Linked DNA regions of Mus musculus: region 2 is linked to region 1. Evidence: chromatin contacts called from public Micro-C data. All regions are on one chromosome and are shown on one strand. Each heading gives the region's core, a stretch centred on a gene start, on an enhancer-like site or on the middle of the called end of the contact. The rest is flanking DNA. Distances are from core to core; before and after follow the strand shown.

What was found. A called contact is a pair of places that touch in the nucleus more often than the background predicts.
Region 2: a contact with region 1 is called in a Micro-C map of embryonic stem cells, with 6 times the contacts expected there. The contact joins the promoter of Tmem250-ps here to the promoter of Rabl6 in region 1. A contact is called at or near these places in 2 of 484 Hi-C or Micro-C datasets (embryonic stem cells and palatal mesenchyme), 1 of 115 datasets of contacts at active chromatin or transcription factors (astrocytes) and 1 of 9 other capture datasets (liver).

Annotation. Positions count from the first base shown.
Region 1 is chr2:25,605,434-25,610,770 of GRCm38.p6, forward strand. Rabl6 (RAB, member RAS oncogene family-like 6) reads right to left here and starts at 3,048. Exons shown (of 15, transcript NM_001024616.2): 1 at 2,680-3,048. The coding sequence starts at 2,809. Ccdc183 (coiled-coil domain containing 183) reads right to left here. Exons shown (of 14, transcript NM_029859.1): 10 at 5,037-5,197; 11 at 4,192-4,360; 12 at 3,998-4,108; 13 at 3,827-3,923; 14 at 3,196-3,360. The coding sequence ends at 3,242. Fcnaos (a long non-coding RNA gene) reads left to right here and starts at 3,897. Exons shown (of 8, transcript XR_003954003.1): 1 at 3,897-4,036.
Region 2 is chr2:26,137,398-26,142,734 of GRCm38.p6, forward strand. Tmem250-ps (transmembrane protein 250, pseudogene) reads right to left here and starts at 3,109. Exons shown (of 2, transcript NM_001256521.1): 1 at 2,742-3,109; 2 at 1-1,516. The coding sequence starts at 1,405. The coding sequence ends at 986.

The DNA of each region.
Region 1 (5,337 bases), core at 1,798-4,297:
ATCTCCAATAAGAGGAGAGAGAGAAAAAGAGATTGACCACGGCTCAGCAGGTAAAGGTTCTTGCCACCAAGCCCAACAACTGTAGTTTAATGCCCAGGAGGCACATAGGAGAAAACCAAAAAGCTGTCTTTTGCCATGCATGCATCAAGGCATAAATGCCCTCCCAAGAAATAAATTTTTCAAAATGGTATTTTAAGTTACTAGGGCTGGCAAGATGGCTCAGCAGGTAAGAGCACTGACTGTTCTTCCAAAGGTCCTGAGTTCAAATCTTAGCAACCACATGGTGGCTCACAATCACCTGTAATGAGATCTGATGCCCTCTTCTGAAGTCAACTACATTGTACCTATGTATAATAATAAATAATAAATAAATCTTGGGGGTGGAGCAAGCAGAGACTGAGCAAGTGGAGTTGGGTAGGGCTGACCGAAGCGAGCAGAGGTTGTAAAGTTCAATTTCCAACAACCAGATGAAGGCTAACAACCATCTGTACAGCTACAGTGCACTCACATACATAAAATAAATAAATCTTTTTTAAAAAGTTACTATTATAGTTTCCTCCCAGCCATCTTTGCCTTTTACTAAGTTAGGCAAACTTTCCCACAATTTGCCTGGTATATAATTGGAAAAGTTGTAATGTACACTTTAACATCCACACTTACTGTGATAATAAAGTCAACACATTTCTGAATGTATGCCAGCTACAGTGGTGCACCCCTTTAATTGTAGCACTTGGGAAGCAAAGGCAGGCAGGTCTCTATGAGTTCAAGGCCACTCTGGTCTACAACGTGAGTTCCAGAACTGCCAGAGTTACATAGAGTGATGCCTCCCTCCTCCCTAGTCTAATGTCTTAACTCTGATCAGCTCCATTCTGGGGTAGGGGCTGACTCCAACTTTTTCAGTATTGTTTAAAAACCAAACCAACCCAATCCAACCCAGTCCCCCAGTCTATTATGAAAACATTATCACCAGTGACTGACAACAAGTGCTTACTCAGGGCTTACTGCACTCGGACCTATTCCTTTGCTTACCTTTGCTTTGTAACTCCCACGTCTACCTTTGCAGCTTAAGCTCCACTTATCTACAGAACACCCTGCAGTGACTGTTTCTGTGAGATCCTCTGCTCAGCCAGCTGTCCATCCCACACTGACCATGAGCACAGCGCATTCTGGCCTGCGCAGGGCCAGGTCATCAGCTCAGTGCTGCTCTTTAGTATACTCTCTTTACTCTGGTGGCATAGTTCCCTCTTTTTGCTTCTGAAATTCAGACCACTCCCAGTGATCTATGGTTGTTAAAATTCTGGTTTTCTTTGAGTTTGTTCTTTTTTCCATTGCTTTTTTGAAACAGGGTCTCACTATGTAGCCCATGCTGTCCTGGATTCCATTAGGGTCCAAAAAGGACCCAGCTGCCCCTGCTTCCCAAGTGATGGGATTAAAGGCTCGTCCAGCTTTCCCTGCCTCAGTTATTCATTCTCCTGACATATTGCAAAAGATTGTTGTGCTGCCTTCCCGAGCCACCCAGACAGCATTCTGCAACAGACAATTCAAAATGTGGAGACTCTTACAAGAATCCCGAATCTGTATTTATTATATTGCAGGTTTGTTCCTTTAAGTAAGGCATCTTGGAAAATATGGAAGACTTCAGCTCTTCTAGACCCCTCCTCTTTAGAACCCCAGGGCGTGGGTCCAGTGGGTAGTAAGTTTAGAAAGCAAGAAGCTCCTAGTTCAGGCCTAATTTCTAGAATTGGGCTGCAAATTAATACTATATAAAAATAACGAAAGAATCCAAACATAGATTCCAAAGAACACAAACCACTGAATATTTGACTCAATTCTCTTCCTCAGTCAAGAGAAATACAAACTTCCAAGTTAACACACATACACTGTTTGCTTCTAAATTTGCACAAAAAATCCTCCTAGTAAGTTTCATAATGTTACATTATTACCTAAATATCACTGACCCTGTGAGGCACAGCTTACAGTGAACTGTGTGTATGTGCCAGTGCATGTATGTGTGCGCGCACGCGCTTCAAAAATGTTGCAGTATAGAAATAGTTTAGAAGTAAACAATATCAGACCACGACATTGCCCAAGAATCTTTTGATTGTTCAACCTGCAAATGGAAAAACTCTAAAGAGGTCAAGAGAACCGTGTGCTTCTCGCTGCACAACATACATAATTTATAACGAAGGGCAGAGCGGACTTTTCTTCTTGTGGGGTCAGGGATGCAGAGTTAAGAGCCTCTTGAAATTAAAAAAAAAAAAAAAGCATATCCCTTACAAAACAAAAAACAAAAAAACAAAATCAAGGCTCAAGGCCCACAGGCGACCGACTTTCAGGAGCCTCCGACTTTCAGGAGCCTCAAGTGAGAGCAGGCGCGGGGGGCGGAGAGGAGGCAGGCACACGCAGCCCCGCGCGCGCACCCTCGGGTTATGTAATGGTCTCTCTCCGCAGGGTACCCGCGCCAATCAGGGTCCTCCACCGCTGCTCCGCTAGTGTCGCCGCACAGCTGTTCTCTGGAGGTCTCCTGTCAGGTGATGTCCCTCAAGGAACGACCACTACTCAGAACCCAGGGACCCGTCCGCCCCTACCCTCTGATTCTTCCAGACCCTAGTAGGCTGGGTGGCCGCCCCGGGCCCTGCCAGCCGCCCCGGCCTGCCCGACGGCGCGGCCCGCACTCACTGTTATACTGAACCCCCTTAGCGAAGCGCCTCTGCAGCGCCTGGTTCATGGACTGCAGCCCGGCGGGGATGTTCTTGTCCCGGCCTGGGGCCTGCTCCGACCCCACCAGCTTCTTCAACGCGGAGAACATGTTCCTGCTGGACGTGCGAGCCGGGCTGGCCTGCGAGCTCAGCAGCGGCAGCAGCACAGCGCACCCCGCACCATGTCCGGCCGGCCCAGGCTTCCCCCGAGGCCGGAGCGGGCGCGGCCTCGAGCGAGGTTCTGGGGCCTCAGCCTCTGTGGCTCCGCTCCGGCTTCCACGGCCCTCGGCGCGGCAGCCAGGCACCCGTCAGCGCCGCCATCTTGGCGCCGGCGCGGCTACGGGACGCTAAAAGGGACACGTAGCCGCCGCATGCGCAGAGAGCGCACTAGGTCCCGCCCTTTTCTAGCATCTCCACCTCGCCGCCACCAACCCCCTCTGGTCCAACGATCAGCTTCCCGGTCCTCAAGAGTCCCGAGGTTTCTCCTTCCTCTAGTGTAGTTCTGGAAAAATGTTTATTTCTGTACTACAGCCCAGACAGGTTTACTTTTTCTTCTTTTTGGCTCCCTTGAGCTTCGCCTCGATCAGCTGTTGGGCCTGTTTCTTTATCTCCGCCCGCGAAGGGACGTAACTATGGTCCACATCCGCAAACTGGAAGGTTTCTGAACAGGCAAGAAAAGGAGTGGCTGCCACCCTCTTTCCAGAAGCCTCCCACCTCTACCTGTTGGCGTTTGCTGCCATAGGCCATCTCCTGCCGGGAGCTCATTTCAGACATGTATCAATGACTGGAGACCCCTGCCCTAAGTCACCTAAGGCCAGGTGCCAGACAACTAGGATTTGCCAAGATTATCCACACTAGCTGTCCTTATCCTTTCACCCCACCTTGCCTCTGTAGCAGAAATTCTTCTAAAAGTTCGGTCTGGGCTCCCTTCTGGCCCATCCCATGATATACGTCCCTTTTGTCTCAGAAAAAGAAACCTCTGTAACGTCTATCGATTAAAACCTTTCCCTTCAGCGCCCAGTCACCATGTATGCCATCTCTTGTCTTGAGTTCAGACCCTATCTAGTTGCAGCTATTGTTCTTGTCGTCCTTCTCCATCTTCCTGTGGCCGGCATGTAGAGCCTCACCTATCATGTCCTCCTCTGGGTCCTCAAAGGTAATTCTGGTATTATGTTTCTCTTTTAGAGTTGATGACTCCAAGGTGTCCCTCACCTTTGTGTCAACCTGCAGGGCAGCACCCATTATCATCTTGGAGAGCACATGGGCTTTGTGGGGACCCCTCCATGGCCCAGGGTTACCTCCTCATTTCTGGACAACGTTTGCATGCGCTCAGCCAGGTAGATAAGCTTTCCCTCACAATAATCCAGCTTGCCGTACACATCAAGAGTGTTAGAGACTGCTATTTCTTTCTGTGGGTCAGAGGAGCAGCTGGTTTTCCTGTGGTCCCACACAGGGACCCTGTACACAGCATCTCCTCCCCGGGGGCTGATACCTGGAAGGTTGGCAAGGTGATGCCGATGAGCCGGATGTAGAGGTTGTCAATACCTGTCTGGATGACCAGCAGCAGCTGCTGGCCCTTATTCATGTTGTTTTGGGCCTGCTTGAGTCTTGCTTCTTCCTCTTCTAGCATGTTCTTCATCTTCTTCTGGATAGAGTTAAAGCTATGGGGGAGGTAAGCACAGCAGTGAGGAGGAGGAGGGCACAGCAGTGAGGAGGAGAAGGAGGGCACAGCAGTGAGGAGGAGAAGGAGGGCACAGCAGTGAGGAGGAGGAGGAGGTGGGCACAGCAGTGAGGAGGAGGAGGTGGGCACAGCAGTGAGGGGGAGGTGGGCACAGCAGTGAGGAGGAGGAGGAGGTGGGCACAGCAGTGAGGAGGAGGAGGTGGGCACAGCAGTGAGGGGGAGGTGGGCACAGCAGTGAGGGGGAGGTGGGCACAGCAGTGAGGGGGAGGGTGGGCACAGCAGTGAGGAGGAGGAGGGCACAGCAGTGAGGAGGAGGGCACAGCACTGAGGGGGAGGAGGGCACAGCAGTGAGGGGGAGGTGGGCACAGCAGTGAGGGGGGGAGGGCACACCAGTGAGGGGGAGGTGGGCATAGCAGTGAGGGGGAGGTGGGCACAGCAGTGAGGGGGAGGTGGGCACAGCAGTGAGGGGGAGGTGGGCACAGCAGTGAGGGTAGGCCCACAGGGGTCCAGAACCAGGTGGCAACTTCAGGGACTCATAATTAAGCGTCAAGCGGGCAGGTCCTCAACTCTTCTGCAGATGAACAAATTCACTGGCAGTGGATATGTGCAGCTACTAGCTTGTACCTGTGGAGCCATCCAGGAGCCGGGGAACATACCCAACAGCGCTGGGAGTCTGGTGGAACTTGAGCACAGCCTCCTCAAGTTCTAGCTTCTTCATCAGGGCCTCTAACTGTGTCCGCCTCTCCTCGCAATCCTCCATCTGTAGCTCCAGGTTCTCCTCTGTATTTTTCTGAGCTAGGAAGCGGCCAGCTATGTCCTAACCAGACCAGGGCAGAGAGACACAGGTGTGGGCTTGGGAGGCAGCAGGGCTTCCTAGCCCTGGTATCTCGGGGGCCCCTTGTAGTAGATAGTGCACATTCTTGGTACTTGGGGCTCAGTCATGACCCTGAGTGCTTT
Region 2 (5,337 bases), core at 1,859-4,358, 530 kb after region 1:
CCACCCCTGATAGAGGCCAAAGGTGGTCAGGTACTCCATCTTCTATCTCACAAACCAGGCCTAACAACATGTGGGGAAGGTGTAGCTAGCACATCCAGGCTGCCCACAGGACTAGTAAAAACCACTGAGGGGGGACAGTCGGTTTATTCCCGTTTTCTACAGATCTGGCCAAGACTCTGGGAGGCTGCTGGAGACCCCATCCCTCAGAGACTGTAAAAACTCCCCAGGTTAAGCACAAGTGTTTTTCTAGGCCCTTTCAGTTTGCAGAGTTCCAGCATGGCTTGACACACAGACCTGCCCAGGGTGTGGACCAGCCCCCTGCTCTGGAGTTCAAGCCTTGGGGCCTGTGCTCCCTTGTACCAGGGTCTAGCCAATGCCATATATGCTGTTCTGCTAAACTGCACCTATGCAAACCAAGGTGACTCTGAGGCCTGACTTGGGGTTCAAGACTGACACGGCTACTTGTGAACAGCAGAGAGTGGTCCATGGGCTCAAAGTGGGCGCAGTTAGTGGCAGTAGTATGTCTGCTTGTATAGCCAGGTGGGTCCCTGAGGACAGCCAGGAGGAGGGCACATAAAGGGGCTGTGCAGCCCAAAGGCACCCCTTTGTGTCCCACTGGGTGGGCCTGATGTTGGTGAGAATGTCACACAGAAGGTCTCAAGGTGGAAAAAAGACAGACAGGCCACCCACTGGACAACCTGAAAACACACAGGCAACCCAAGGCAAGAGGCTAACGGGGACAGCACATCTGGTAACGTGCACAGCAAGGACAGCGCAGAAGCCAACAGCGAGACTGTGTGCTGTTCCCATTACAGAGTAGTCTCAGCCCTTTTCTCCCCTCAATGGGAGTGTGTGCTTCAGGCCTTACCTCCAGGATGGGGCAAAAAAAAAAAAAAAAAAAAAAAAAAAAAAGCCCCTACCAGCCCCACCCTCCAAGAGAGAAGCTAGGTATGGCACAATCAGGAGCCCCATGGAGGGTGGGCCCTCACATGTCCACAAAGACCATGAAGCACCAGCCCAGCCCCCCAACCAGCAGCATGGTCACATGGATGCCATAGATAAGCAGCTCGTTCATGAGGCGGAAGTCCACGCGCCTGCGCCCCAGCAGCAGCAGCAGCACTGACAGCTTGAGCTGGAAGCGCAGCAGTACGCGGACACCCAGGTACTGTAGGCAGAAGAGCGCGGCCAGCGCGCCCCAAAGGGCCGCTGTGAAGAGGCTGCAGCTGAAGTAGAGCAGGAAGCGTATAAAGCCATAGAGCCAGCGGGTCTTGACATAAACATCGAAGTTGTTGTACTTGGTGCGAGCCAGGTGAGAGGTTCTCAGCGGTCCGCAGGCTGCGTGCAGGCAGGTGGTGTGCGGGCCGTGGAAGGAGCGCACCCGCCGCGGGATGGGCATGACCGGCATTGGGCCTGGGCGGCAGTGCTGTTTTGCAGTGGCGGTGCAGTGTCCGGATGGCCAGCATAGGTGTCATCAGCGTCTAGGAGCCCTCAGCTGAGCCTTGGGGGAGGTGCTGGCCTGCAGGGAGAAATACAGAATGCCAGGTGAGAGCTCAAGGGTGTCCCTGTCAGTAACTCAGTTGCAACCCAAGGATGCACTTTTGACTCTTTTCATGAGTCCTCAGCCTGTGCAGGCCAATGGTTAACATTCTACCTCCCAGTGCTGGGAGAGGAAAGCAACAGTAACTATGCCCCTCAGCAGCCGCCGGCCGGGAGAGGGTCCCTAGGACTGCCAGGGATAAAACGGGGACAGTAGTGCTCTAGCTAAGCTCACTCTTTAGTTTCTTGAAGACCCACACACCCGGCTACTGGTTGCCCAGTACTCCCCATTACTTCCATAGTGACTTATAACAGTCCCCTTCAAGGACACTCCATGCAGAGTCACAAGAGGACTGGGATGAAGGGGGTGTCCACATAGCAAGCCCCTAAGGTTACTTGCTGGGCCTGAACTTTGGCATTATTTTGGCAGGTTACCATCTCACCTCCCACTGATCTTGCTCCGTAAATTGAGGCACCAAGACCTCTTCCCTGGGGCTGCCTGTACACAACAAAAGCATTACTGGCTTATCTAGGCTGGACATAGTGTCAGAGTTCTCCAAACTGGGACACAGAGAGGAGAAATGGCGTGTGGTTCCTTGTTTCACCAAGCAATTGTCATTCGCAGCAGCCTATGTTAATTTGCATATGGGGGAAAAAAAACACTAAATTTCAAACTATGGGACACTAGAGACCAAAAGTTGGTAACAGGACAGGGCAACATCGCCAACAGGCTTTTGCGACTTCCACTCCAACGGCTTCTGTCACCGCCGTAGGTCCTGAGCAAATGGCCGCCAGCGCAGCTGCGGCCGAGGCGCAGTGGGAGGAAACCTGTCCCGAGCCGGGGAGGCTTAGCTATGTTTTACCCAGCTAGACAGGGCAATGGCCTCATTCAGGCGTGTCACTGGACACCGCACAGGAGGGGGATGCGGTCTGCAGCAGGTGTACTCGGGTGGAGGTGCATGCCATGGCGCGGCCCGGCGCGGGGCACGCGTCTCTGAGCACGGGACCCTAGAGCAGGACATCCAGCTCTCCAAGGCCCGCTAACTCGGCGCGTGGAGATACGACCCTCACTAGCCATAGGCTACGCGCGACCCCGGCCCTCAGCCCGCGTTTTCTGCGGGCGCCACTTCCGGTGTCGGGGCGCCGTTGCCGTGGAGACGGCCCTTAGGTCCGTGGCCGGTCCCCGCCCGTCCTCGGCGGCTCACCCGGTGCCCTCTCCGTGGCGGTGCCGGTGTCCGGAACCATGCGGCGGGCCGACGGTGCTGGGGACCGGGCCTGCGGCTGAGCTTGTGCCCCGGGGGTGCGACGCCAAGGCGGGCACATGCCGCCGAGGACGGGGTCGCTTCGCGCGGCCCTTCAGTTGCCCCCGGCTGGCTCTGGCCCGGAGGGGAGGGCGCTCCCGGGCCGGGCCCGAGGCGTTTGTCCCAGCGTGGGAGCCGTAGTGTTGTCCCTCGGCGGCCACCGTAGCACGGTCTTCACGCCCCCTCCGCCCGCGACGACACGGTGAAGCCTCGCAGCGCCCACCGCGGGCCCGCGCGGAGCATCCAGGAATTCCTCATTATCCGAGGACGCGCACTAGCGTGCGCGCGCCGTGAGCCGACCGTGACGTCATTGGCCCGCGGCCTCAGCCGGAGCGTGAGTTTAGCTCTCCCGCGCAGGCGCAGATGGGAGAACTAAGGGCGAGGAGGCTGGTCCTCTCCGTGTCAGTGCGCGTGCGCGAGTGTGGGAGGGGCTTTCTCGCTGTGGTGTGAGCTTGTCTCCTTTCTGGTGGTGCGGTGGAGTTTTTCCTGTGTCCCAACGCGCGCCGCTGGCACCCAGAGAGCAGTGACGGTTGCAGATGAAGCGATCTCGTGCTTTAGGGGTACTCGCTGTAGAGCACAAGGATCCTGGAAGCGCCAAAAGAAAGAGTTAAGCTGGTGTGTCACCGGTCTAAATGACCTTGCCAGGTTCCTGCAAGCAGGTGTGGTAGGTTTCAGTTAAAAGTTGATGTGTGCGTTTGTTGCTAGGATGTGGAGAGAAGGTTGGGTCAGGCCATCATCCCATGACGGACCGGAAAGTAGCCTTACAGGGTTATCCTACATTGACCCTCCTGCTTACCCAGGCGTCAAATGCAGGCTCCCAGGGAAGAGAAACAGACCCTTTGCAGGAAAGGGGAACCTAGGGCTGGCTGCAAGGCACCTTTGCACTTCACAGGGAACACTTGGAGGCCCCAGCCCACGCAAGACCAAGAGCAGCTACAGGCAGTGGCATGTGCACATCCTGCCAGTACAGCCCACAAATGAATGAATAGATGTAAAAATAAGTGAATGTGCCATATGTCATTATACTCTCTTTTAATCACAGCACTCCAGAGGCAGGCGGATCTCTGTAAGTTCTATGCCAGCCAGGTCTTCTTGGTGAGAGTATGTCAAACACATCTTGGGTCAGTGAGATGGCTTGTGGGTAAAGGCACTTGCCACCAAATTAACAATCCTTGGTACCCACATAACAAAGGTGAAAATTGATGCCCTCCTGTTGCCCTCTGACTTACACACACACACACACACACACACACACACACACACACCATGCACACAGAAGTAATGCTTACAATAAGTCTAAGTCAACTGGAGCCCCTGGACTATGTGACCCTGTCTCGAAACAATAAGAAGCATTTCCTCCCCTGGCCTGAGTTTCTGTCACCCTGGAGTGATGATCTTCTGTTTTCTTGATCGTCCCCTCCTTTAGCTCCCCCCTTGGTTCTGTCCCTACTAGAGATGTCCAGTTTCTCTACTTTTTCTGTCCCTCTGTCCCTTTCCACTTGTTCAGCCCTGTTGCTCCTGTAAGAGCCCTCAGAGTCCTCTACACCTCTGACTTTGAGGCTCTCTCCCTCTGAGGTTGGGCAGGTAGCTGCTGCTGACAGCTCTTGGCCTCTAATGTTGGACCACTGGACGGAGACTGAAAGCACCCTGAACGTCTCACTAAAGGATGCTTCTTGTGACCTCTACTCTCTTGCTTTCTGCTAGTTCTTGGAAGTGTTGGGTACCACCACCCACGAACTGATTCCAGAATGATCCAGACCACAGCAGGGTCATCCCCAAGGATAGGATCCAATCTCAGTTGTTCTGTTTGCTATAGGACAGTCCCGCCATAGAAAGTCTACCTGAAGTCTGTCTGTCAGCTTCCACCCTGCTATCTGCTCTGGGCTTCTCAGTGGGCAAGCACTGGACAGTGGCCTGGCGCCACCTGCTGGGACTGTGCACGGCATGTCCCAGACTTTTTTTAAATTTTTATTTTATTTTATTTTATTTATTTATTTTGGTTTTTCAAGACAGGGTTTCTCTGTGTAGCCTTGGCTGTCCTGGAACTCACTTTGTAGACCAGGCTGGCCTTGAACTCAGAAATCTGCCTGCCTCTGCCTCCCGAGTGCTGGGACCACCACACCTGGCCCCAGACTCTTAAAGACCTACAGAAATGAGAGGAAGGTATAGTCCAAACCCAGGCACGGGGCCCATGGGACTGAGGCCATCTCATTTGTGTCTGTGGCTGCCTTGGTGCCATCTTTACAGAACAGTCAGAGCCGGGTAGCATCAGGACCCAGTGGCCTTCGTGCTGTCCGCACTGCCTGAGAGTGGGTGCAACCCTCACTTGAAATGATGCTTTCCTGCCAGGCAGTGGTGGCGCACGCCTTTAATTCCAGCACTTGGGAGGCAGAGGCAGGCGGATTTCTGAGTTCGAGGCCAGCCTGGGCTACACACAAAGAAAGAAAGAAAGAAAGAAAGAAAGAAAGAAAGAAAGAAAGAAAGAAAGGAAGGAAGGAAG